7 separate regions of the Mus musculus genome follow, and all the other regions are linked to region 2. Evidence: chromatin contacts called from public ChIA-PET and promoter capture Hi-C data. All regions are on one chromosome and are shown on one strand. The core of a region is the stretch at or near the end of the contact, and the rest is flanking DNA. Distances in the headings are between cores, read along the strand shown.

The links. Promoter capture Hi-C pulls out the DNA fragments that hold promoters and counts their contacts. ChIA-PET counts read pairs in DNA pulled down with a chosen protein or histone mark.
Region 1: a promoter capture Hi-C map of embryonic stem cells shows a contact between it and region 2, with 4 times the contacts expected there. The contact joins the promoter of Apol8 here to the promoter of 1110038F14Rik in region 2. A contact is called at or near these places in 9 of 39 promoter capture datasets (the 3T3-L1 cell line, 3T3-L1-derived adipocytes, cranial neural crest and 4 more) and 1 of 115 datasets of contacts at active chromatin or transcription factors (pancreatic cancer cells).
Region 3: an RNA polymerase II ChIA-PET map of memory CD8 T cells shows a contact between it and region 2, with 70 read pairs. The contact joins the promoter of Scrib here to the promoter of 1110038F14Rik in region 2. A contact is called at or near these places in 3 of 39 promoter capture datasets (liver and pre-B cells), 1 of 115 datasets of contacts at active chromatin or transcription factors (memory CD8 T cells) and 1 of 9 other capture datasets (liver).
Region 4: a contact with region 2 is called in a promoter capture Hi-C map of liver, with 2.8 times the contacts expected there. The contact joins the promoter of Iqank1 here to the promoter of 1110038F14Rik in region 2. A contact is called at or near these places in 3 of 39 promoter capture datasets (liver and pre-B cells).
Region 5: a promoter capture Hi-C map of pre-B cells shows a contact between it and region 2, with 5 times the contacts expected there. The contact joins the promoter of Parp10 here to the promoter of 1110038F14Rik in region 2. A contact is called at or near these places in 5 of 39 promoter capture datasets (the C10 cell line, embryonic stem cells, liver and 1 more) and 1 of 115 datasets of contacts at active chromatin or transcription factors (memory CD8 T cells).
Region 6: an RNA polymerase II ChIA-PET map of memory CD8 T cells shows a contact between it and region 2, with 28 read pairs. The contact joins the promoter of Ccdc166 here to the promoter of 1110038F14Rik in region 2. A contact is called at or near these places in 2 of 115 datasets of contacts at active chromatin or transcription factors (memory CD8 T cells and regulatory T cells).
Region 7: a promoter capture Hi-C map of stem cell-derived epiblast-like cells shows a contact between it and region 2, with 2.1 times the contacts expected there. The contact joins the promoter of Mirt2 here to the promoter of 1110038F14Rik in region 2.

What each region holds. Positions count from the first base shown.
Region 1 is chr15:77,753,439-77,757,222 of GRCm38.p6, forward strand. It overlaps Apol8 (apolipoprotein L 8), which reads right to left and starts at 1,835. Exons shown (of 4, transcript NM_001081970.2): 1 at 1,750-1,835.
Region 2 is chr15:76,946,023-76,949,777 of GRCm38.p6, forward strand. It overlaps 1110038F14Rik (RIKEN cDNA 1110038F14 gene), which reads left to right and starts at 2,239. Exons shown (of 5, transcript NM_001347540.1): 1 at 2,239-2,522; 2 at 2,607-2,897; 3 at 3,046-3,130; 4 at 3,522-3,668. The coding sequence starts at 2,517. Gm46534 (a long non-coding RNA gene) reads right to left here and starts at 2,327. Exons shown (of 4, transcript XR_001781744.2): 1 at 2,238-2,327; 2 at 1,990-2,112.
Region 3 is chr15:76,068,265-76,072,138 of GRCm38.p6, forward strand. It overlaps Scrib (scribbled planar cell polarity), which reads right to left and starts at 1,520. Exons shown (of 36, transcript NM_001310543.1): 1 at 965-1,520. The coding sequence starts at 1,123. It overlaps Puf60 (poly-U binding splicing factor 60), which reads right to left. Exons shown (of 12, transcript NM_028364.2): 8 at 3,476-3,689; 9 at 3,202-3,392; 10 at 2,918-3,053; 11 at 2,485-2,720; 12 at 1,918-2,363. The coding sequence ends at 2,064.
Region 4 is chr15:76,008,315-76,011,758 of GRCm38.p6, forward strand. Iqank1 (IQ motif and ankyrin repeat containing 1) reads left to right here and starts at 1,555. Exons shown (of 14, transcript NM_001370920.1): 1 at 1,555-1,631; 2 at 3,022-3,110. The coding sequence starts at 3,026. Fam83h (family with sequence similarity 83, member H) reads right to left here and starts at 1,184. Exons shown (of 5, transcript NM_001168253.1): 1 at 1,060-1,184.
Region 5 is chr15:76,241,695-76,245,209 of GRCm38.p6, forward strand. Parp10 (poly (ADP-ribose) polymerase family, member 10) reads right to left here and starts at 1,746. Exons shown (of 11, transcript NM_001163575.1): 1 at 1,653-1,746; 2 at 1,370-1,548; 3 at 1,038-1,292; 4 at 709-945; 5 at 1-628. The coding sequence starts at 1,541.
Region 6 is chr15:75,981,027-75,984,633 of GRCm38.p6, forward strand. It overlaps Ccdc166 (coiled-coil domain containing 166), which reads right to left and starts at 1,259. Exons shown (of 2, transcript NM_146059.2): 1 at 775-1,259; 2 at 1-661. The coding sequence starts at 1,203.
Region 7 is chr15:76,268,373-76,272,067 of GRCm38.p6, forward strand. It overlaps Mirt2 (myocardial infraction associated transcript 2), which reads right to left and starts at 1,467. Exons shown (of 3, transcript NR_045747.1): 1 at 1,417-1,467; 2 at 1-19. It overlaps Spatc1 (spermatogenesis and centriole associated 1), which reads left to right. Exons shown (of 5, transcript NM_028852.1): 1 at 1-4.

The DNA.
Region 1 (3,784 bases), core at 585-3,084, 810 kb after region 2:
TCCCTGGACTCTGCAGAAACCTGGTAGCATCTGGTTCTAACTGTCCACCCCAAATCTCCCACTCCAGCCAAGGTGAAGGTGCCCTGTCCCACTGGAATCAGCTGATGGTGCGCTTGTAGGAAATAATTGACTTTGTATACAGAAGGCAAGAAGAGGAGGGATGCTCTGGCAGCCCTCTGAGGGTAGGAACACATGGGAACTGAGGGTGAGAGCTGGTGGTGACTGTCTGGGACACGCAGGGCTCCTTAGGCATCCACCACACGGTGACCCCATCTCAATGTAGAGGGAAGACCACGAGGCTAGCTAGCATCCCCAGTCTTCATACCAGCACGTGAACTCTGGCTATTCTGAGCCATGTCCCTCCCCCGCCCCTTGACTAAGCCTGGGTCCCTTAAACTCTAGCAGGCTATCCTCCTGTCCGTGTGCAGCTTCCCATCCACAGCAATGCCTGTGCCCTTCAGGGTACAAGTTCACCACTGCCCAGGGCTCGCTTTCTCTCTCTCTTTCTCTCTCTCTCTCTCTCTCTCTCTCTCTCTCTCTCTCTCTCTCTCTCTCTCTTTCTCTCTCTCTCTCTCTCCTTGCTTCTGCAGGGTCCTGAATCTAACCAGGGCTTAGAATCCTGCCACTTCCTGCCTTTGTTTCAGTACTTGCTCTGGGCTGCCCATCTGCCATCGCTAACCATGGAACCTCACGTCATAGCCAATCCTTTATGTAGACAGTAGTGCAAAGGACATTCTCCTTTAATAGAACTTTGTCTGCCTTTCAGATTACCTCTTCAAGATCTGTCTAGAGGTCTGGCAAAATGGTACAGTAGGTAAGGGTGCTTGTGGCTAAGGCTGATGGGCAGAGTTCAATCCCAGACCCTCATAATGGAAAGACAGAGCTCACTCCTGCAAGTTGTCCTCTGCCTTACACACACACACACACACACACACACACACACACACATTTGAAAAATAAGTCTAGGCTGCTGTGGTGGCACATGTCTTTATGCCAGCACTCTGGAAGCAGAGGCAAGTGGATCTCTGTAAATTTAAAGCCAGCCTGGTCAACAGATCAAATTCCTGGCCAGCCAGGGCTACACAGTGACACTCTATTTCTAAAAAATAAAAACAAAACAAATAAAAGAAAAAGAAAAAAGAAAAATACAAAAAAAAAAACCTTAAAATAACTAACTTACTTTGTAGGCAGAAAGCTAAAAGTAGTTCTGTCCCACTGGGATGGTGTGTGTGAGGGCACAGTAAGAATTGTTTCTGGTGGTATTTTCCAGGCACACAAAGGCCTGGCAGAAACAGCAAGAGGCCTGCAAATGTCCCCCAGTTCACCAGATGAGATGAAGTGGCCTTTACACGTGTGTCTGTCCCTTTTCTGTCTTCACTGTCATTTTTTATACTGCCCAGCTCTGCATGCACACAAGGTACACTGAGAAAAGTTTGGTCCAGCAACCCATTATAGGGTTAACTACCACAGGGTTAATTTAACCAAGACTTGCCTGGCTCCCCTCACCTCTATGGAGCTCTGTCAAGGCACCTACCACCTGCAAGAGCAACAAAGGGGAGCATGTCTCAATATCTTCTCAGATGGTTCATTAATATTCTTTCCTTTCATAAGCAGATAAAATCTTCTCCATTTTGTTATTGTTGTCATACTTGTGACTACTCACTCCCCACCCCCAGGCAAAGACGTTCATAGGCAAGGAAAAGTCCCCAGTCTCCATTCTTTGGCCCCTCAGGAAAGCCTTGCACTGACCTGGTCCTGTGCTGCAGCTGGGTGCTGATGTGGGCATGGTAGACCTCTTGATGGGGGCTGTGACTCAGTTTACAGAAAGGCTGTTCTGGGAAGGACTGCCCTGCCCTGCCCAGGCCTGCCCTGCCCTGCCCTGCCCTGCCCTGCCCTGCCCTGCCCTGCTCCTGGCTGGCTGTGCAGCCCTGATAGGAGCCCTCTTCTTCCCAGCTGGAACCCGAGCAGAGTTGCGCAAAGCAACCCTCCAACCCCATCCCTTCTGATGGTTTCAGGGCATCCTCAGAGCAGGGAGGGAGGGAGGGAGGGAGGGAGGGAGGGAGGGAGGGAAGACACCTTGCTCCTTCTAAGGGGTCCTTGATGATCTCTCAGGGTCAAGTTGAATCCCCTTTAGTCAGCACTCCAGGCCTCAAGCCCACTGCAGTCTCCCCCCTCCCAACCAGCCCCTGCTTCTATCATACATACACCTTCAAGTCTATCCTGCCTCAGTGACCATGACACCTCCGTGTCTTTGCTGTGGCTGACCCTGTAGTGAGACTTTCCCACTCCACAATGGGACACTCCTGTTCTTTCTGCCCCTTCATCTTCCCACAGTGGCTGTGGCACCTGGCTCCCACTGTAGAGACTCTAACCCCACCCCACAGGTGGGCAGTGGCCTTGGGGGGGTCAACAGCACAGGTGATGTATCCATCGGTTGAAAACACAGGTTCCTGGTGGGCAGAGTGGAGACCCATGCTGGCCCATTTACTCTGAGACTGAAGCACTAAGTGGGACCTTAAAAGGCCACATTGGTGGCACAAACCTAGAATCTCAGCACTCAGGAAGAAGCTTAGATGAAAAGATGATAGGTTTAGAGCCAGACCTGGCTATATGGGGAGACTAGAATTTCTACGGAATTAGCCTGTGCGTTTCTGCACACTCAGAGTCTCTCTCTCTCACACCCAATGGTCTACTCAGTGATCTTAGGATTGCAGAGCTGGTATTGCTCTGGGGATGGTGTTTGGCAATGTGCCCCTCTTAGTCCCCACACCTTGTGTCCTTGCCTATCCAGACACCCAGGACAGCTCCTGCTTTCTGCCTTCATCCCTCACATACTGATAACAGGAGTCAGGGGAGATGTGAGCCTGTGATCCAGCTGACTAGTCTGCCCTTGGCAAATCACCCCACTACTGACTGGGCCCTCAGTTTCCTCGCCCCCCATAGGCCCTGAAACAGAGTGATGCCCAAAAGGACAATTGGATGAGAGCTTTTGGGCTGTCCACATCTTTAGGAGCCAGATTTAGTCCCTGTCAGACAACCAGGGAGGCAGAGCCAAGATTCAAACTAAGATAAACATTCTGACATGTGGCACTCATAATCCCCCTTTTTGCTTCTGGTAATTTTGGGATCATTTTTTTTCTATAATTTCCCTTCCATCAAGTTTTCACACACACACACCCCTTACCTGGTACCAATACCAGGATTGATATTAATATTAACTCAACAGCCAAACAAAAGTACTTCAAGGTGCAGAACCAGGTAAATTCCCCTATGAGCCAGAGAGCAGTAACGGAGACCTTCTAATCAGAGCATGGAATAGACCAGAACATGGTCTCTCCAACAGTCTTGGATGGAACCCCCTGGATAGGACTCACTTGGCAGGTTAGGGCATAGAGATCTTGAACCCTAGAAACTCCTCAGCATCTGAAAATCTGCTACTCAATAGCTCAGCTTGACTGGTGGCATCCGAAGCAAGTGTCCCAGGATGTCCTGCTTGACATCTCAGCCTAATCTTTGGCAACGACGGCCACGGGGATCCTAACGCAAAGGAAACAACCCTGAAACTGGGGAGCAAGTCAGGCAGGGTACAGCACCATCTAGTGGATGGTGGAGGGATCAGCAGCCAAAGCATCGGGCCACCATGATCACTCCCATCCCAGCACTCACTGGTGCAGACAAGCTACGTTTTAAATGCTTGTCTGGATGCTACACTGGCTGTCCCAAGACAGGCACCCTCCTCTCGGAGAATGCAGAAGGGGACAGGGACCTGCCAACTGAGCACTGG
Region 2 (3,755 bases), core at 989-3,488:
CTTTATCTAGGGCAGACTCTGCTAGCTTCTAACTTAACCTGACTTCCAGCCTGGCCCTGCCTCCTAGATAGCCCTTTCATTCCCTGCTCCTTCTGTGTCTGCTTAGATACTCCTGCCTCTGTTTGCATCCCCTGACTCTGCCCGCCCAGAAGTTCCGCCCCCATACTTCCTGCCCCAACTATTGGCTGCCAGATCTTTATTATAACCACTCAGTAGTAAGATCATGCTAGACAGGCTCTTAGGTCGCCTAAGGCATTCCTCCAAGCTTGACCTTCATCTTTTGGGAAGGTTTGGAAGACATTTACAAAATAGGAAACCTGGGGATGTGCCATAGAAATGACAATTCCAAAATCCTGCCAGCACTTAGCTCTCTGCCAGTACAGAGTTAATAACTGGAAATACAGAGACACCCCTTAATACAACAGGGGTCTAACTGGCATGCAGCTTGTTATAGGTATTTCAGGTGTGTGATTTTGCATATTTTGACATGGACTTACTCTTGTGAAAGTGTCCCTGTGTTAGTAACTTTTCTGTTGCTGTTTTGGAGATGCCAGTACCATGAGATGACCACCAAGAGCAGCAGCAGCAGTGGAGTACAGGCATCTGGAGCCTAGAGGATGACGCGTGTGCTACAAAGGGCATGGCTGGAGAAGTGACCCAAGCCCTTGGAGGAGCCCAGAAGATTGTAAGTTGGATCCCAGACATTGGACGGTTGGAGATTGACTTTTGCTTTTGATTGTGGCTGTGCCCTGATATTTTCCCTCTCGAAGGAAGAAACTGTTTTAGTGGAGCCCACAGTTAAGAGACTTTTAATTGTAAAAAGACTTTGGATTTTAAAAGAGATGGCTATTTTAAAGAAATTGAAATTTTAAGAATATGTAAAGACTGTGGGACTTTTAAAGTTATCCGTTGTTAAGAGCTCTGTCGGATGTTGTGTAGGAGCTTGGAAGACAACGTTGAGAACACTGCAGAAGATGGAGGTCTGGTTTGTGAAATTTCAGAGGGAAAATTAAAGACTCTTTTCAGGGCCATTGCTGTTTTGATTGTGAAGATTCTGTAGTTCTGGTTAGCTGGGGCTGAAGAATCAGCTGTGATTAACAAGATACCAGAACTACTAAAGCAAAAACTTTGCATTACTGGGACTATTGATGCTGGTTAGCTGGAGCTAAGAAATTAGCGGTGATTAAGAAGAGACCAGCATCATTGAGGTGACATCTTCTGGGAAGTGTTTTCTGAGAGCACAGTGGCTGTGTTCCAGATATAGCCAAAGTTGTACATTGTGCTGTGGCTGGACTTGGTAATGTGTAAGGGTCACCCAGGTGGTACTGGTTTTGAAGGCATGAAGGAGTTGAGCAGAGCACTTACTATCACTCCTAGTGACCCTCTAGGAAAATTTTTGCTTCCTGTCCCCATAACTCTAGGTTCTGCTGGCCTAGAAGTTTTGGCTCCAGAGAAGGGAGTGCTCCTACCAGGAGCTACAACAAACATTCCATTGAACTGGAAGCTCAGACTTCCCCCTGGTCATTTTGGGCTTCTAATGCCCTTAAACCAACAGGCTAAAAAAGGAATAACAGTGTTAGGAGGGGTGATAGATCCAGATTACCATGGGGAAATTGGATTACCTCTTCACAATGGTGGTAAGCAAGATTATGTCTGGAGTGTAGGAGATCCCTTAGGGCGTCTCTTAGTACTACCATGTCCTGTGATTATTAGGACACAGTATATATGTCGCCATTCCAAAAGTGTGGAATAGAGGCATAGCGAAGAAATACTGAAACAAAGCAGGATTAGAAGCCTGTAGGAAAAATACCAAATCCTGTAGCTCCATGACTGGTATCTGTAGTCCTAGGGCTAGACCGCTATGATAGCTATTGCTATTCTTGGTTGTCATTTTGACAACCCACACCTGTAATTATCCTAAACCTCAAGGGGTAAGGAGTTCCTGTAAGGAAATTTTCTTGATTTTTCGTTTGAGGTGGGAAGATGCACCTTAAATCTGGGCCAGGTCTTCGGGTGGCAGCCTAATGGTCGTGGAAGAAGGAAGTGCATGCTTGCCCCGACTCTCGTTGGAAAGTTCACTCCATTGCCATTAGAGCCTAGTTCTTCAGGATTCTGAAGTATACCGGGGACAAGCTGAGCCATCTGTCAACGCCTGCGCCCCGCCCCGCCCCGCCCCGCCCCGCCCCGCCCCGCATAATCCACCTTGCCCCATCTCTGGGCGTTCCCCCCGACCCCACCGGTTCCATTCTCTCCAGGAATCAATTGTCTTGTTTCTTGGCGGCACACTCTGCTGGGTTCTCCGAGGCCTTTAAGTTCATCCCCGTGCACTCTGTCTCCTAAAATTACAAGCACAGCCTGAGGCGCTCCATCCACCCAAGTGCTTTCTGTCCGGCGCTGAGCGCTTGCTCTGGCTCCGCTGCGCTTTCTGCGGAACCTTGTGTCGTAGACGTGTTTCCAGAGGAGTGAGTTCGCTGTGGTAGTTAGGATTTACCAGCTTCCGGCGGCCGCTCCGACTAATGGCGGTGAGCTGTGGGAGAAGGCGTGTTTGTGGCGAGGCCCTAGGTGGGGAGACCCTGTGAATTTCGTCCTGTCTCACGATTTTTCAGGAGCCAGGGCGTCCTGCTCGGGAGGCACCAGCAGCCTCAAGTCGGAAAACTCATCGCGCTCCGCGCAGACCCCGGCCCTCTCGCTCAGCTTCCGGTGCCTCGGAACCTCCTCTCCGCAGTTCAGTGCAACCTGCATGCGACTCCGCCGCCGGAACCCATCCCGTAGGCAACACAGTAGCGATGAAGCAAAAGAAAAAGAAAACCCCCAACAGGGTCTCTGGGACAAATGGAAGCGAAAAGCCCTCGGAGAAACCTGCCCCGGACGAAGCTCCTCCTAGCGCTGAGGCCCAGGCAAGGATGGTACTCCCTGCGAGCTTTCTGGGCGCTAATCCGCCTGCCTCTGTGGGCGAGCTGTGCGGAATTAAGGCGCTGAAGGTATGGGAGTGGGGTCTGCGGGACCCTGTTACCCATCACAACCATGTCCTCCTTTCTGTCCCAGGCGGAACAGCTGGCGCGGGAGCTGGCCTGGTGTGTGGAACAGCTGGAGCTGGGTCTCAAGACGCAGAGACCTACCCCGAAGCAGAGTGAGGGACCCTTCTCTACAGTTAGGGAAATGTAAACGGTGACAGTTCTGTGGTCTGATGGTATTGCCAAGGGGTGGGGTTGTTGCTTTTGGTTGGTTTGCTTTGTTTAGGTGTACTGAAACTTAGTTGTGTAGACCAGGCTGGCCTGGAATTCAGAGATCCGCCTGCCTCTGCCTCCCCAGTGCTGGGATTAAAGGCGTGCGTCACCCCAGCTGGATGGGAATTGTTTGTAGTAGGATGATATGAGTGTGTTTGAAGTCACTAGCTCTTTTTCTTTTTCTTTTTCTTTCTTCTTTCTTCTTTCTTCTTTCTCTCTTTCTCTTTCTCTTTCTCTTTCTCTTTCTCTTTCTCTTTCTCTTTCTCTTTCTCTTTCTCTTTCTTTCATCTGCAGAAGAGCAGGCTGTTGGGGCAATCCGAACGCTGCGCAGTGAAAAAACCCCCTTGCCCCGGAAGAGACAGCTGATGCGCTCCTTGTTTGGGGACTACAGGGCTCAGATGGATGCAGAGTGGCGGGAGGCCCTACGGGCTCTAAAGGCTGGTGAGGAACTAGAAAGCGATTGGTTCAGTACATTAACGTCAAGGGGGTAGGGAGAGGCTCAGCTCAGCAGGGTTGGTGTGGGAAGAG
Region 3 (3,874 bases), core at 270-2,769, 880 kb before region 2:
TTTGGAGCTCTTCAGGAACCCCAACAATGAACAGCAAGAGCTTAACAAAGAGAGAACAACAATAAAAACACCAGAGAGCACTGGGGTGGGTTGTGGGTGGTGCACATCTTTAGTACCCACAGAGGCAGGTGGATCTCTGAGTTCTAGGACAGCCAGAATGAATTCCAGGATAACCAGGGTTACGAAGGGGAAACCCTGTCTCAAGAAACAGAACAAAAAAAAAAAAGCAATAACAACAACAGGCACCAGAGAGAAACACAAGTGCAAAATGTCCAAGATTCACACACGGATACCATAAAGGTCTATGAAGAACACCCGCAACGCCACCAGCCGGCAAGAATATCAGACCACTGAGTCCCCTATCTCAGAAAAGTAAGTCCTACATAACCTGCCTCCTTTGGCCTTCCTTCTAGTGTGGCCTCAGAACAACAACAACAAAAAAAACCCCAAACAAACCCGACAGGAAGGAACACAGACAGTGAAAGGTGGGCTCTCCGCTGAGCGATGACAGAATAGATCTGACACTGCAAGTATCTTAGGAGAGTCCCACTCAGCACTGCAAACCTCTCCTCCCAAAACGAAGGCAGAACACAGTGCAAGAAAACCAACTTCCTACCCTTAAAGTAGCCCAACTAGCTTTAACAGTTGCTAACCCGGGTCGGTCTCGCACCCTGGACCCATCCTCCTCCTGTGCTCTCATGGGCTTCTCTGTTGGCTCCCCTTTTAGGTTCAGTATCTACTTAGTCCCCAGACAGGTTGCCACCAGGTGCCAACACCGGCGGCTGGAGGAGGGTGGGGCTGGCTGGGGCGGGGCTCTGACCAGTAGGAACCTGCAGGGCCGGCTGGAGGTTGCGGTGCCCAGCTCGGGCAGCGCCTGCTGAGATCTCGCTCCAGCCGGCTGCCCCAGAAGTCATACACCACCCCGAGAACTGAGCGCGGGGCAGCAGGTGCGGCGGCCGCTCACCTTAGGTAGCTCGCGCAGCTGGTTGGCGTCGAGGAGCAGCTCCTCGAGGCTACGACTGTAGCGGTAAATCTCCTCTGGCACAACCTGCAGCGAGCAGTGCCGCTTATCCACCGACTCCACGTGCCGGTTACAACGCCAGAGCGGGATGCACTTCAGCATGATGCGGGCGGGCAGTGAGCGCGGGCTCGGGAGGCGCTCGGCGGGCTCGGGCCGGGGGGCGGGGCTCGGCCCGCATGAGCGCCGAGCGCGGGCGGAGCGGCGCGCGCGGGGGTGGGGCGGGCAGCCGGGTCCCGGACTGTGGCCGGGGTCGGCGCTCGGCTCGGCCCGCGTTCAATACGAGCTGTAGGCTCCGACGGCGGCACACAGCTGGCAGCACGGCCTGACCCGGCAGCGCTTTCTTAGGCGCTGGGGGCGCGGCGGCGGCTCCGCATCCCGCCCGGCCTGCTCACCTAGCAGCTCATCCGCCCGCAGCACCGCAGCCGGAACCGCCGCCGCTGCCCGCGACAACCGCCCAGCCGCGCAGCCCGCCGGGAAGCCTAGGCCCGCCCTCTCTGCTCAAAACTACAGCTCCCAAAGGGCCACGCGGCGTGGCGTCTCCGACGACCCGTAGCGGTCTCGCGCGGGGCATGTCGGGATTTCCGGCCTCGCTCTGGCGTAACCCATACTAGCAGGTGTAACAACTCAGATGCCCGCCCGCCCACAAAATGCTCTCTTGGTCCTGGATCCTACAGATCTCAGGGCCAGACAGCTCTCAGAGCTATCCACGTGAGCAAGGCTGCAAGCCAGCACTCCCCACAAAGGAAGATAAAGCAAGGCCTGTCCACCCCGGTCCCTCCTGTTCACCCCTGCACAGCAGGCTGAACGCCCTCCTTGTCCCTGGTGCCTTGGAACCCTGATAAGACATTCCACACACAACCAGCTTGGGTCACAGGACCAATTTCAGACACAGGGACTTCAGGGCCAGTGGTATCTGCATCTTTATGTACACTACAGGGTGGGTTGGGCAGAGTGCCTGGTCCCAGGGACACACCACGGTTAACACTTTACAAAACCCAAAGGAAGGAAGGGGCAAGTGCAAGTCCAGGAAATGAGGCCAAAGTCACGCGGAGAGGTCGCTGTTATCAAAACGCTCCTGGTCATACACTTCAGCCACCACCTTGCGACCACCAAACCAGCGCCCATTGAGGGCCTGGATGGCCTTGTGAGTCTCTGAGGCCATGGAGAATTCCACAAAAATCTTGACGATGATTTCTGCATCTTCCTCTTCGCCCTGTTTTTCTTGATAGATAATGACCCGGTTCACAGCACCAAATTTGCCACACTCCTCTGTCACCTCTCCCTCCAGGTCGTCATCGATGTCCTTGGGGTCCACCATGTTTCGGAGAACCATCACTGTAGACTGTAGGAAAGACAATTGACTGCTGTGACTGTGGGAAAGACACCTGAATGCTGCGACCTATCACCCACTACTTCACATTCATACCGCCGAGAGCGGGCCTGGCACGAGCCCACCTACTTACCTCCTGTTTTCTGAGTAGCTTTTGCATGACCATGTGGCGAGCACTGCTGCCCGAGATGCTCATGTGCTCCTGCTCACTCAACATCTCTGGCCGTTCTGACTCAGGAAACAGCTCCTCCTCTTCCTTCTCCTTCTTGGGCTCCAACAGACCCAACGTTGGCGGGCTGGCGAGAATGGGGTTCACTACTCCCACAGAGGGGATGGTGACCGGAATAGGAGGGCGGGCTGGTGTCACACCTGCAGCAAAACCAACCGAGTTTAATAGCCACACATACACTCTCCTGTTTGGGAAAGAGTAAAGAGATGGTTGGCGATAGCCAGCCTGTCCTGGATTCAAGGGATTACACCGAAGTAAGTATGGGTTGGGAAGCTGAAGACAGACCCTAGAGGAGAGGGGAAAGGAATGGAAGAGAACCTGATCAACTCAGACTCACCTGTGATGACTCCAGGGGCCTGGGCAGCCATGACAGCCTGGGGTAGGGCCCCTAAGGGCTGGGCCAGTGTCAGTGCTGGGGACACTAGTCCTGGTGTGGCTAAAGTACCCAGCACTGCTGCTCCAGCCACTGCTTCCTGCAACCAAAAGACAAGCAGAGTCAGTTTCTAGTCTGTTCTCACAGTCAGTTCTTTGTTCCCACCCAAACCATCTAAGAGCCAGTTCCCAAAGGCTGAGTGGGTCTGTCCACCCACTGTCCACACTCATCACTGCACCAGCTCTCACCTGAGCTGTAATCTTGGCCGTGGCTGCAGCTGCGGCCACAGCAGCAGCAGGCGGGAGACCTCCAGGCGTGGCAGGTGTTAGCAGGGGCATGGGGGGTGTGACGGCCTTGCCCACCCTCAAGTACTGGCCACCCAGATCAAAGAGGTTCATGGAGGACACAGCATCCTGGGACGACTGGGCCTTCTCATATTCTGCAGGGCAGGATGAGCAGTGAGAAAAGCCAGCCCCAGTAAGAGGCGGGCTCCCTCTTCTCCTTGGCCCTTCCCAAACTCACCGATAAAACCATAGCCCTTGTGCTTGCCAGTTGTGGGGTCCCGGGCCAGCGTACAAGACTTGATCTTGCCAAAGGCTTCAAATACACTCTTGATGTCATCATCAGACAGGTCTTGATGTACAGAGGCCACATATATTCGGTTGAAAGCCCTAGCTTCCTCAGCCAGCTGATCTATGATGGGTTGGGCTTGTCCAATGTTGCTGGGTCTTCCCACCTGAAGAAGGTCAAGAAGAAACATCAGCCTAGGCCTGTGGTGACTGCTTGTATGTATGTAACTTCACGGAACAATTATTCTAGGTCCAAGACCAAACTTTTTTTCTTTTTTTGGTTTTTCAAGACAGGGTTTCTCTGTCTAGCCCTGGCTGTCCTGGAACTCACTTGTAGACCAGGCTGGCCTCA
Region 4 (3,444 bases), core at 305-2,804, 940 kb before region 2:
TAGCATGCTCACGCTGAGGGGACACTTCCTTGTATAAGACTGAGAACTGATACTGTCTAGCCAGTGGTGAGAACCCTCAGAGACACATGGGTTGGGAAGTGGCCTTAGTCCTGAGCGGCCACTGTGGTACCTGACCTCACAGAAGTCACACACGACCTTAAATGCCCTTACAATCATTCACTGGTACACATCGCCCCTTGACGATAGACGGGGCGGTGACCACTCCTATCAGCGATGAATCCAACAGCCTGCTCACTGACATCTGCCTATCCAAGTGGGGCCCTGCTTAAGGAAGGAGCCTATCCCACCCAAACCAGTGACTCAGCAGGAATTTTTTGTTCCTGACCTCCTACCTGAAGCTAGCCCCAGGCCCTTCACCACAAGTAGGGCAAGAAAATGACCCTTTCCTCTCCTGTCTGGCAGGAGGTAGTAGTGTTCCTGGGTCTGGAAGGGGGATCCATGGTTGAGGACCTTAGGCTACTACACAAAGAGGATGACAGGATGATTGTGATCAAGAAGGATTGGGGTTGTGGGGGACAAGAAGAACCTAGGAAGACCGGAAGTCGATGAATTATACAGCTTTCAGGTTAGGCACTGCAAGGCCCAAAGGTGTTACTGTACCCCAGGAAGTTAGCGGCTACCCAGGCCAGGTATCTTATCTGCCGATCCAGTCCAGGGATATGAGATCAGGAGTTAGGAGAGTCCAGTTTTCCCTGCCTTCCACACAAGGACCCAGCCCTAGACACCCCGGTTCATGGCGGCTCGGGGAGAGGCTCCGGGAAAGGTACAGGTCATGTCCTGACAATACCTAGGCCGCCAGAGCGAATCGCACTGTTCAGTCTCCTACTTGCCAGCGTGACCCTGGAAAATCCCTCACCCAGTGCCCCGGAGCGCAGTCTCCCTGTCTCCCACCCAGTCCCAAAGCACGCGCTCACTGCACCGCCCGGCCCAGGTCCAGAGACCAGACCCAGGTGGCACCGCGCGGAGGCCCGAGCCTCCCGTCCCGTGTGCCTCGCCCCGCCGTGCTGTGCCCGGCCCGCTCCGGGGCGGGAGCCCTACCTGGCCAGGTGAGCGGGGTTTCGGCACAGGGGCAGCAGGAGCCCACCGCCGCCCAGCGGCCTCGCGGTCCCGTCCGTCCGACAGCCACTCCCCGCCGCGGCCCGCCCGCCCGTTCGGCCTGATTCACGCGCCCGCCCCCGCCCCGCCCGCGCTCTGCCTCCTGCCTGTCCGGGCAGCACCTGGGCGGGGCGGCCCCACCCCGACGCGCCCGCATTCCTGCGCCCTCCGCGCCCCGGACCCCGGCCGCGATCCCGGGTTCCCAGTGTGGCTTCACTGGCGCCCCCAGCCCACACCCCAACCCCGACCCCTGAGCGCTCTGGTGGAGCCCCAGAGCTGCGCTCCGGACCCTGGCCAGCGCCGCTCCGGATTTCTAGAGCCTCGTCTTTCCGGACACTGAAGCCCCTTGAACCTATTTGAAAACCGATCGCTCAAAGCCCCTACTGCCGACCCCTGACCCTCGCCCCGGAAGTTGGGGTAACTCGGAAGTTCCGGCTTAGTCGCTAGGAAACTGGCCAGCTCGACGCGAGGGGCGGAGCTTCTGGCCTCTGTGTTGCGAGAGGCAGGTGAGGCAGGTGAGGTCTCAGACGGGGGGGGGGGGGGGGGGTGTTTGGGTACCCATCTCACTCAAGTGACCGCCCTACCGTTCGCAGACACACCTCTAGTTTCCCCAGTCCACTCCCCGCAGGCTCATCTTCGCGCATGAGACCGACAGCATAGGAACTCCACGGACCTCCCCACTCATTTGCCCAACCATAAAGGTTCCTGCGCACTCACCCGTACCCATGGGACCCCTCAGGCACAAGGGAATCTGGAGTGATCCGCCAGCAGAAGCCCCTCTGCCACACAGAATCCCGCAAACCAATCGTACCCCCCAAGTCCCCATCTCACATGAGGATCACTCTCTAAACTGCTCCAACAGTGTCGGTCCTGGCACCCACTGATCCTTTCCTGTGCAAACCAACTGAAGACACAAAGGTCCCGTCTTAATACATGCACATTAAAAGAGGCTGCACCCAAGATGCTGCAAGTACTGGATCCTCTACAGACAGGGAACCTCATGGTTGTATCGACCCCAACACATCACCCGTACACCTAAGGACTTAGTTCCTCCTAGAGCCCTAATCTACCCAGCCCTCCCTCCAACCCACTCCTCTACGCATGCCGTGCCCTGAACTCAGTCACATGTCCAAGCCAGCTTCCTACCTACCACTTCTCCTGTCCTAGATTCTCAGTGTCTGCCACCTGCCTGAACATTGTCCGTAAGACAGCTTACTTTCAGTCACTTTCTGGTCCTACTTTTAGGATAACATTTCATTAACTCCATCCCCAAATGCACTCTGGAGCCCTGCGGCCCCAGCCTAGTGGGTACATAAGTGTATGGAGTCAGCGATTGCACTACCCGCTTTCCTATTCATTGGCCCTGTGAGGGGTTCTAGGGCACTGGAAGACCCTACTAAAACAGGAGCGGAAAGTTCTTCCAAGAGGAGTGAATGGGGGGCCTGCCTTGTATACTAGGGAGAAGGGCATTGCTTCCAGAACCAGACAGCAGAGATTCCCAAGGCCAAGAAGGAAGAGGGTTTGCGGGTGGGGAGGGGCTGTGTTCAGCAGACCCACGTTGGCAGTAGTTGAAAGCAAGTCCGCAGAGCTCAGGCTGTTGAGCTTCTAGCCCAGCGATTTAGAGGATGGTGTTAGAACACAGAAGGACAGGCAGATCCAGAATTGTAGAGGACGGGGGTACCAGCATAAAGGGACACATCCTCTTGCTAGGTATCCTTCCTCGAGCTACTGGGCACATCCTTAGACCACCAGGGGCGGGCAGGTGGACCAAGAAGCTGGCTGGGGGACATGCTGGAGGTCTATGCTCCTGCTGCATGTTCATCCAGGGCCGGGGCAGTATTCCCACTGCCTTGTTCGCTGCCCTCCTGAATGTACCATCCCTGGACTTTTCCTTCCCACCCCCAGGAGAATGAGCACTAAGAAGGGGGGGCCCAAAGCTGCATCAGGGAAGGGGCAGGCGCTCCTCCCTGGGTCCAAGCTTCGAGCTACTGCTGGTGAGTGCCCCCTCTGACCTCCAGGGCACTACCCCAACACTGACCACGAGACCACTAGGCACACAGAAACCCTTTCTCTCCAAGTGGTTTCCAAGAGATCTTTCAGTTGGGCGTGGAATGATAGATTTGTGACTCAAAGCTCAGATGTCCACTGCACCCCGAACTTCTAGAGCTGGAGAAGGGGTGTGGGTACAGTGCTCAGGAGGGTACAGTGTTAGGGTAAGGAGGAGATTGGAGGGGCAGATAGCTTAAAAAAAATATCGAAGCAGGTCGTTGGTGACGCACACTGCCACCAGCACTCAGGAGGCAGAGGCAGGCGGATCTCTGAGTCTGA
Region 5 (3,515 bases), core at 496-2,995, 700 kb before region 2:
AGGGCAACATCTTCTAGGCTGGCGAGGAGGTCCTCATAATAAAGCTGCAGGTAGCGCACAGCTCCTGGTTCCACTGACATCACCATTTCCACCAGGCCCTCTTGCTTCTGCATCTCCCCATACCCAGGGCTCTCCAGCCCAGTCTCTACAGACTCCATGGCTGTCCCCACTAGACCCATTAGCCCCTCTTGCCCTGTGGCAACTTCCCCCAGGCCCTCCTGCTCCTGAACACCCACTGAGTCTGAGGCCATGGGTCCTACTTGCTCTGGGAGCTCTGTAGAGCTCTCTACTGGATCGACTGGGCTTGTAGACCCCATACTCCCCTGGATCCTAATTGATCCCGAGTCAACTGGCAGGGCTTGTCCTGGAGCTCCTACAGGACCTGCCCTTAGAAGGGTTCCTAATTGTTGTGGTGCCTCCCCAGAGCCCACAGCCATGGTCAGAGCCCCGGCCAGTCCTCCAGTTCCTGTAGGCGCATGACCAATGACTCCAGATTCTTGAGTAGCTGAATGGTCCCTGCCACTGACGCCCTCAGCGAGCGCTTCTGGCTCTAAGACATCATAGTGAGGGACAAGGCTCAACTCAATGCCCTGTAGCCAGTGTTTCTGCTTCAGCACCCGTTCAGCCACTGGAGGGAGAGAGAAGACAGAAAGCACACTGAGTCTCTAGCGTAGAGGAAGGGTCCTCCTAATTTCAGACACCACTTACCCTGCCATTGCTGAAAGGAAATAACAGTGCCTAGCTGCCCAGGCAGGCTGCGCAGACCCTCCAGGGGTCCGCCACCACTGCGACGCTCATTTTCCAGGTAGAGCTCCAACAATAACAGGTCCACAGGAGAAGCACTGTCCACCACACGTACTGCTCGGGTCTGGGGCACCCAGGCCAAGGACACAGTGGCTCCATTCAGGGGCAGATTCCGGGCCTGTTCTGCCAGGGCACTGACCTCTGTGGGCAGTATATGAATCAACTCGGGCACCCTCCTTAACTAGAAGCTATGCCGCCCCCCCCACCAGCCCTGCCTCTCACGTGCCTCTTACCTGCCTCAGAAAGGGGCGTGGATAACTGGACCAGGGCACAGTCCTGCCGAGGACTGGCCAGGGCATGGCAAGTCTGCACGGGGTGTCCTGCAGCACCCAGCAAGGCCTGAACATGTTGCTCCAGACTCAGAGGTGAAGTGCCAGGTGGCAGGTGTTGGAGAAGCACACGTTCTGGGGCACGCGGTGGGGCTGGCCTCAGGCTCAGTCGGACACCATGTAGTCGGTGCTCTGCCTGGGCTAAGACCCTCTTTGCATCTGTGAGCAGAGATGAAAGTGTCAGAGATGGCAACGCTTCAGGGCACCCAGGCAACCTCTTGATTCAACCTCCTCACCTGCAGGATCTTGAAAGATGAGGACACCCCCACAGCCAAGTCTCTGCCAGCTCAATAGAAGTCCTCCACCCGAGCGACGGTGGTTTTCAAAGTACAGAGTAATGAGCTCATCTGGTATTTCTGGGGGCAGTCCCCGGAGCTCCAAGGCTGCCCCTGCCTCCACCTCTGCCATCAGAGTCCTGGGCGGCAACACATGGGAGGAGAAGAGGACCACTCACTTCCCCTGTCCAGTCCTCTCTCCCACGCTCTCAGCTGCTCCCCAGCACCCCATATTTACACTCACCCCTGCTGTCTCAGGCCAGTGTCTCAGGCCAGTCAGTTATGCCTGCTGTCCTTCCCAGGCAGAAGGCCTAAGGTAGGAAAACAAAAGTGAAACTGACTGGGGACAGGAAAGAGGGAGGAGCTAAGCCAGAGGCTGTAAGTAGTTCAGGAACTTCCTCTCCTGCTCTAGCCTTAATCCTCAGTCCACAAGGAACTTCTAAGGACCTTTCTGCCGAACCACCCACTAGCCTCTTAGCTAGTGGGGTAGACCAGATGTCTCCTAGACTTTCTCTTCTTCTTTGGCTTCTCTTTGTGGCTAATCACCCTTCCTATGGGATGCTTGAGATACAGTCACACTGTCAACCCCCCACCCCAAGAATCTCTAGGCTTCTGTGCCCTGGGTCCCAGACATGAGCAGCGCTGATCTTAGAGGCTGGCCCCTGGCTGGGTCCGGCTCTTAGAAACCGTCAAACCCAGAGGATAATCAGCCTTGCTTCTAAATGCTAAGGGTGAGCAGTTCCACCCTTCGCCCCCCAAAATCTCAAACCCAGAGACGAATTTTCTGGTCCCTGGGTCTCATATGATAGAGAACTGATTCCTGCAAGTTGTCTGTCTTCCATGTGTGTGCCACAGCATGGCGGGTGCACGCATAAACAAACAAAGGTGACTGTTTAAAAGCCTAATGCTCAGATCATAACACAGCTTTTCCCTTGTGATTCCCTTCAGCCCACATCTGCCTAGTCCTTCTTTCTATGCTCCTTGCTCATCACCATTGCCCGCGATGTAGCCACTGTGCTGACATGCCTTTCTGCTGTTCATCCTTCCACAGAAGGGGAGCCGGAATCACAGACAGGACCCAGAGGGCCTCGCCTCACACCTAAGCTTTGCCATTATTATTATTATTATTATTATTATTATTATTATTATTGATACCGGGTATCACTCGGTAGCCCAGACTGCCTGAAACTCAGTGTGCAGGCCGGACTGGTTTTGAACTAGAAAGGATTCTTCTGTCATTCTCAGTCCTGAATGGTGGAGATATAGGTGTGGACAAGCATGCCCAGATTGGAGGCTGTGCCTTGAGAAGTCACTTTCCTGTCCGCCCCCATAGCTTGCTTGTTTCTTTCATCTCCAGAGCTGCTGCTCTCTACCCACACCTTCCAGTCAGGCCAGCTCGACCTCTGCTGTTCTTCCAAAGGATCATGGGGTTTTGCCCAGTCTATATGTCTAACCCTGTAGTCCTTGAATCTCCATGACCTCCCCCACAATCGAGAGCCTCCAAGACTTCTTGAAGGACCATGCTACCCTTTTTCCTTCTCTGCCACCCCCACTGTGGCTCCTCCACAGAGGTGACAGGGGACCAGCGGCTGCTACAAATCCCAGGAGCCAATGACAGTGAAAGCTAAAGTCTAATTGTCCCCAGTTCCTATCCCTCTAATCCCTTTTCATACAACACACCTGGGTGTTTATTTGGCTCCAACCTCCCAGGTCTCAGCTCTTGCCTAAACCAGTATCCCTGGACCATCTCTAACTTCAAATGACCTAGCCTTCCCCACAGAGCCACATGGGGCTATCCCTTCTCCGTAATTTCCCTCACCCAGCCCTTAGTGAGATCTTTAACATGGAGCTAAAACCTTAAACGACCTCTGAGTTGTCCAAGCTCCTTCTGAGGCCCTATAGTCAACTTTGTGCTTGTTTTACTTTTATTAAAGGGCCCACTAATTATATGAGAGTCTGCTTCTACAAAAGCCTGTCTCATCTATTCTATGCTTTCTTCTTACAGGACTTAACCACCCTCTATCACACTGTACTTTACTTAGAGGGCTTGCCACAGGCGCAGATGCAAGAGAACAGTTCATGTCACTGCCATTGTTAAATCCTCAGG
Region 6 (3,607 bases), core at 9-2,508, 970 kb before region 2:
AGTCCTTGCGTGATGGAGTCAGAGATGAGACTCGAGATCCTGGATGTGATGGACTCCGGAGAGCAATCACTGACCCAGCCTTCTGAGATAGGCCCGGAAGAGACTCACTGGACAATATAGATGGAGTCTTGGAGGGTCGGTGTGACAGATCCATGGATTGGCCCCGGGAGGTTGGAACTGACTGGGGCGTAGCCTGGGCTTTTAAAACGTGACTGGTTGACCCGATGCGCAAGCTGGGTTGGAGGCTTTGGGGTGGCTGCCAGAGCGGTGGCCCCCCGGGGCCCCTTTGCAACCAGCCGTGCATTTGCTCCAGGTTCTTCAAGTCCACATGCTCCCGGCGCAGCTGCTCCCGCTGCTCTAGCAGCTGCTGTCGCATGTCCTGCAGTAACTGGGTCCTCTGGAGAAGTCTCATGAGTTCTTGTCGGAGATACCCGTTGTCCGCCTTGAGGGCCTGTGCGTGGGAAATGAGGGAACGTGCGGCCTCCCGCTCGGAGCGGCGCGTCAGGGACTGCACTTGCAGCCGCGCCTCCCGCTCGAAAGCCGTCTTCTCATCTAGGAAGCGTCGCTTCACCCCGTGGAGGAGCTGCGTGTGCTCCACGCGCATGTGCAGCAGCTCGCGCTCCAGGGTCCGGATTCGCGCCAGCTGCTCCAGCTGCAGCTCCTACATGGGGTGGGGTGAGGGTTGGGGAGCAGGGGGCGCCGATCAGCGCACCGGTAGGGAGCGCGCCCATCCCTCTGGAGCCCGCCCGGTCCTCGGGGGGCGCGCGCACTGGCCTTGTAGGGCTGGAGCTCCTGCACCCGCTGCGTCATGTTTTCCGCGCGCTTCTTCATTTCCTGCAGCTGAGCGCGCACCCCGTCCTCACGGCCGTGGTAGAAGGACGCTAGCTCCGCTCGCTGCCACCGGATCTGCGCCAGATCCATGCGGTTCTGGTCTTCGACGCGCACGACGGCGTTGGCGCAGCGCAGAGCGTGCGCGCTCACGTAACCGACATAAAGCCGGTTCTCTTCGCGCAGGCGCTGCGCCTCTCTGTTCAGGAACTCGTTGTCCTGCAGCACCTCGTCGATCCGCTGCTCACAGGCCACCAGGCTTTCTGAGAGCAACGCGTACTCGCGCTGTAGGTACTGCGCGCGCTCCGAGAGCGGTTGCTCTGTAGTTTCCTGCTTGCGCCCCGCGTTTTGTCCGCGCTTCTTCTTGGGCGCCATGGCTTGAGGCCCAAGCCAACTGGACTCATGAGAGCGCTGTGCTCCACCCGCTCCCCCAGCTCAGTTACTCTCCCTTCTTAACCCGAAAATTCTGGAGAACTGCACCCTAGGTTCAAGGGTGTGTCTTCTGATTATGAGGTTCAGAGCAGGCAGGATTAAGGATCAGAGAGCACCGTGGCCAATCTGTATATAAGCGTTCCCTCCAGACCACAGCTTTCGCATCCTGGTGCGTAGCTCTAGGAATGTTGATGTCCAGCTTGAACAACCTCTATGGAGACAGAACTTGGTTGCAGTGCCTCGACCTCATCCCATTCTGTTGCTCTGGCAACGGCTTGACTCAATCATTCATTCCCTAAGGTTTCTTATATCCTTGCATGATTCTTCAGTTACAGTGTCGCAGGTCAGGCAGAACTTCAGCTTCAAGACACTGAACTAACTTCCAAGTGCCCAGCCTCCACTCACCCGGGTCTTAGTGCTCTTGCTTTCACTCCACTAGCTGCGCTTCAGGCCCCACAGCATAAGGGGACTCTCACCGACGCTCCCTCCTCTATCCAGCTTTGAGCGAGCTCTCCCCCTTTCCTTGTGAAGTCTTCATGCTCTCAGGATGAAGCCTCCCCACAACATTTGTTTATTTGTGGAGACAGAGTTTCCCTGTGTAACAAAGCTCAGGTTGTCCTGGACTCGCTTTGTAGACCAGACTGGCTTCAAACTCGCAGACATCAGCCTGCCTTTGCCTCCGGAGTGCTGGGATTAAAGGCATTCACCACCACGCTCAGCTCCACACAGCATTTCTAAGGGGACGCTTGGCATCTAAAGCCTTGATGGAATGCTACTACCTTTCAGATAAAATGCACGATGAACAACGGTCTTCATTTCATAATCCAAGCGCTGGAGACTCGGTAGCCAAACCAAAGGGAAACTTTATTTTACAGCCTTGCTAAGTCTGCGCAACCTATTGAAAGGGCAAAAGTAGCTAGTCTGCAAGTTTGGCTCAAAACAGTGATATATATATATATATATACACACACACACACCTATATATCCCCCCCCCCCTCCGAATTCCTCATTGGCTAGGTTCTTCAGGGAGGTAAAATTTTCCCTACTTCTCTGATTGGCATAGAAACTTTCCCATCCTTCTGGGGTTCAAAATCTCCCCCCCTTTCCATTTACATGGGCTCAGTCCCTTAGTAGATCTGTGATAAATTTAAAAGGGCCCACGTAGGAAGGTGCCAGATGCAAGCTAGAGAAGCCAGGGACCTAGTGCTTCCTGCTTGTCTGTGGGCCATTAATGAGTGCTAAGTGCCCCTCAGGTTAAAAATGGACTCTTTTGCCCACTTTTTATTTTTATTTTTTGGCCAGTGCACTTTTCCACGAGGCCCATCCATTCTACCTTCTTAGCTTTCTTTGCCCGTAAGCCAGACATCTAGAGGATACAAGGGGTCCATCGGGGATTTAATGTCTCCCTTTTTGCTATGAGCTCTATACGGACAGTGTCTTTACAGGATTCAATCTTGATCAGAAAACATCAGCAGTGTGCCGGTTTGCTAGTGGATACCGGAGGTGACAACCATTCAGTGGGGGGTGCGGGCTCAGCAGAGTGGCAGCAAATAAACCACGGGCTTGTGTTGACTCTGTACAGGGACGTCACCATCACCCTGCCAAGCAAAAGGGCAGCAGCCAAGATCACCTAGAAGTACTCTCGAACACAACGCCCAAAGTGTTTGTAGTGTTTGACCAATCACAGATCTAGGAGGCAAAAGAGACCTTTGACATGATCAGCGAGGCTGGGCAGTGGTGGTACATGCTTTTAATCCTGGCACTCAGGAGGCAGAGGCAGGAGGATGTTTGAGTTTGAGGCCTGCCTGGTCTACAGAGTTGAGTTCCAGGACACCTAAGGCTATGTGCAGAGATCCCTACCTCAGAGAGGAGGAGAGAAAAAAAAAAAAAGACACAATCAACTAGAACCAAATTGGCTTCCTAAACAAGGAAGAATTGAGAATTGCACTGTCTATTTGCCTCACTGGGGAAAAACCCAGTTGGAGGAAACCTGGGTGCCATGCAATGCCAGGCTCCATCAGTGTCACCGTGTTCCTCAGTATATTTGGGGAGATGTCACCCGGCAGCAGATCCTGAGGATGTCACTAGGAATGCTTTTGGTAGCTTAGATGAAGAAGCAGCAGGGCCAGAAAGACTACCATAGAGAGCTGCTGATATCCCCCATGTGACTGTATACAGAGGAGGAAGTGAGTGAGCTATACAGAGAGGCCCTTGTTCACAAAAGTAGATTTCAGCTACATGGAGTTTACACACAGCTTTCAAGAGGGAGCAAAAGACAAAGATGACTGGCTTCCAGATCGGCAGACAGACAAACATTCCTGCTGCCCCCTGGGGTGTTTCTGAAAGT
Region 7 (3,695 bases), core at 217-2,716, 680 kb before region 2:
CAGGGTAACTATAAGAGGCCTGGGTATAAGGACAGCGGGGAGGGAAGGATGGAGGAGCTGCACAGAGGAAGGAAGAGCCAGGATGCTGGGGTCTGAAGAAATTGTGGAGAAAGGGCTTAGATAGTAACAAACAAACAGAGGACATTGGCCTCAACAGACAGAGGCAGGATGAGAACATAGGACCATTGGATGAAAGGCCAACCTAGGCCCCATAATATCTCCCCATAGGAGCTTCCTACCTACATTCCCTTCAACCTAACTTCCAAGCAGCATCAGCATCTAAAACCTGCCCAGCTCTGGAATCCAAATCTTCTCCCCGCCAAGTCCAATAGGCTACCAACCCCCACCCCACCCACCTACTCCCAGTCTCCACATCCCTGTCTTCCCTTGTCTTCCGCCTTTTCCAGTTCCCACCATCAGCACAGGCTCATTCTCTCCATTTTGTGACAGCCAGAAGGAAGCTGAGGGGGAGAAGCCAGGATCTAAAGTTGAGATGTAGGGTTTGTTAGCGTGTGATAGAAGCCCTGGGGCTAGAGCTATCCAGAGCAGGATGAGAGAAGAGAATCCAGCGGGGTTGCAAGCGTTCACGGGAATGCAGTTGAACTGTTGACCCTCACTGAGCCCAGGGATAGGGATGGGGTTAGAGGGAGGTGGCATTCAGACACCAAGGGATGACAGAGGCTACAAGGCTGAGTATAGCAATAGGAAGGGAGTGCTGAAAAGGCAGGAAGCTGGGTGCAAAGAGTGGTCCAGGGGGAGAGCTTCTGAGAGTAGCAAGCTCCCAGGGCGTGACTGTAGATGCTACAGCTGATACAGATTCTACGTGTACCCAGAAGAGGAAACACTAGTAGTAGTAATAATATCCATGTCCCTCCCTATACAAGCCTTCCTGTCCTAGAGGCTGTGTTCTTTCCTGTCCATGATTTTCCGTGAGTGCTTACTGCCTATCCACCCCTACAGCGACCCGCCCTCAGTCACAGACCATCTTACCCTCCCGGCCTGCCCTTCTCCCTCTGTTCCCGAGGAGCCATGACATCTCTCTTATCTAAGAGGAGGACTTTGCTCTGCCTGTTTAGACCTTCTACAATCTGGCAGTGGACCCCCCAACAAAGCTGTTCTGGAAAGGTTATGAATACCATCCTAAGTGCCTTCTCCACCTCTGCGCGGCATTTGGGAATAATAACCCTCCCTGAGTCTCTCTCTTCCTGAGCTCCCAAAGCCAAGTTGGTTATTTACATCCTGACTCACAGCAATCACTGCAACTCCTGGGCTCAGGCTTCAGGCTTCAAGCCCTGCCCCTCCACCCTCGGGCAATCCACCTACTGCAGCCCTCAGAGTGAGTGCGAGAGAGCACTCTGAGTGAAAATAGCTTCTAAGGATCCTGAAGACCTAATTAATCCCTGGAAATAGTCTCACCAGGGGTTGGGGATGGAGCGCAGTTGGTAGGGTTGCTTGCTTAGCACGAATGGAGCCCTGGGTTTGATCTCTAACCGTAAAACTGGGCGCAATTGCACAAGCCAGAAGCAAGACGATCAGATATGCAAAGTCATTCTCACTACACAGTGATGTGAAGACCGGCCTGATTACACAAGACACTGTCTCAAAAAGAAAAGAAAAGACAGCAGTTAATCCCTAACTAGACTAACTTCTGGTTGAGAACTTGAACCCTTGTACTAAGAGGTTGAAGTCCTTCCGGGCAGTATCCATTCCTCGCCTGCTCCTCTCTGGCTGGATTTCCTACCAGTACGCCTGGCTGTAGCGGGCATGCTACACAGCCCTAGCAATGCTCATAAGCACCGGTGCAACTCCATTTTTAAATGTCGTGTCATTAATAACTGCGATAACAGGCAGGATGAAAACAAGAACCAACAAAAAAAGTGGGGTGGTGGTGACACATGCCTTTAATCCCAACAGAAGATCTCTGAGTTCAAGGCCACCTTGGTCTACGGAGGAGCTCTGGGACAGCCAGGGCTACACAAAGAAACCTTGTCATCCCCACTCCTCCCCTCAAAAAAACAAAACAAAACAACAACAACAAAAAAAACACCACCACCACCACCACACACCACCACCACCAACAACCACCAGTCAGGGTGACAAAAATAATATGCATTGAAGAGGTATAACATTTAAGAAGTTCGATAGGCTAACAAGCTAGATATCAGCTTCCTACTTCAGGCCTTAGATTTTACTCCTTTTTAATTCATCATGTAAGTATGTATTTGTGTATGAATTTGTATTGAGGGCATGTGCATGCCATGATACATGTGTCAGTCAGATACATGTGCTGGGCCTTGTCTTCATCTTGTTAGAGTCAGGGTTGCTCTTGTTTCTGCCACTGCACTGTATACTCTAGGCTACCCAGTCTGTGGCTTATGGGGGATGCCCTAGGTTCTGCTTTTGATAGACACATGCCACCACGTCTGGCTTTTACATAGGTTTCCATGACTCAAATCAGGTCTCCATGCTTGCATTAAGTGTTTCTGTGCGTTGAGCCATCTCCCTCGCCCTTGTGATTTTGAAACAGGATCTTACTATATAGCCTAGCCTGGTCTTGAAATCAATATGTAGCCCAAGTTGGCCTCTAAGTGGGTATCTCTCTATGTCAGCCTCCAGAGTACAGACTGCATGCAACCATATCTGGCTTTTAGGTTTATTTTTTAAATTCTTGGGCCTGGAGAAATGGTTCAGTAGTTAAGAGCCTTGTGCTCTTGCAGAGGACCTGGGTTTGATTTCCAGCACCCACATGGCAGCTTACAACCATCTGTAACTCCAATCCCTGACACTATTTTCTGGAATCCTTAGGTACCAGGCACATGTCATGCATAGACATACTTGCAGACAAAATACTCATACACATAAAATAAATAAGAAAAGCAGGGTGATGGTAGTGACGCCTTTAATCCCAGCACTTGGGAGGCAGAGGCAGGTGGAGTTCTGAGTTCGAGGCCAGCCTGGTCTACAAAGTGAGTTCCAGGACAGCCAGAGCTAAAGAAAGAAAGAAAGAGAGAGAAAGAAAGAGAGAGAGAAGAAAGAAAGCAAGCCTTGGACTATTTCAGATCTTTATAGAGGAGTTCAGACAGCTGGCAATGAAGGCAGAAAGCAACATTCTAAGGAGAAAGTGTGGTATAGACAAAGATCTGACCCTAGTGTTGCGGGAGCCAGAACTAGACAAAAGCATAAGAGTACATGTGGGCACCCAAGTGTCCGAAATGATGAGAGGATGTGGGTACATAGTGTTGGTGTATGCAACTAAAGTACATGATGTGCATGTGAGCACATATGTGTGTGAATATGTGTGGAGAACATACACATAAGTTTGTGAGAACACAGCATGTACTCTTGGAGGAGGGTATGCTGTAAATATGTATGTGAGTTAATATTCCCATATGGCTGTTAAGAAAATGTTCGAGCTGCTGTGTTAACGCATGAATGCACATGGTGTAGGGGCTTGTATTTATATCTGATAGTGTAGGTTGTTCCTGTATGTATAGTACTGTTCTCGAATGTTCGTGATAGAGGTCAGTGAGAGGTGAACCATCAGCTGGAGAGGTCAGCAGGGGTCAGGTCACGACTGTGAATATTAAATGACATGCTAAGGATTTGCTCCTAAAAGCGATAAGCCAAGGCTCGTGAGTTCTTACTGGAAGTAGCCACATTTGTGCCCAGAAAGATCACTCCATCTGCTGGGAGGA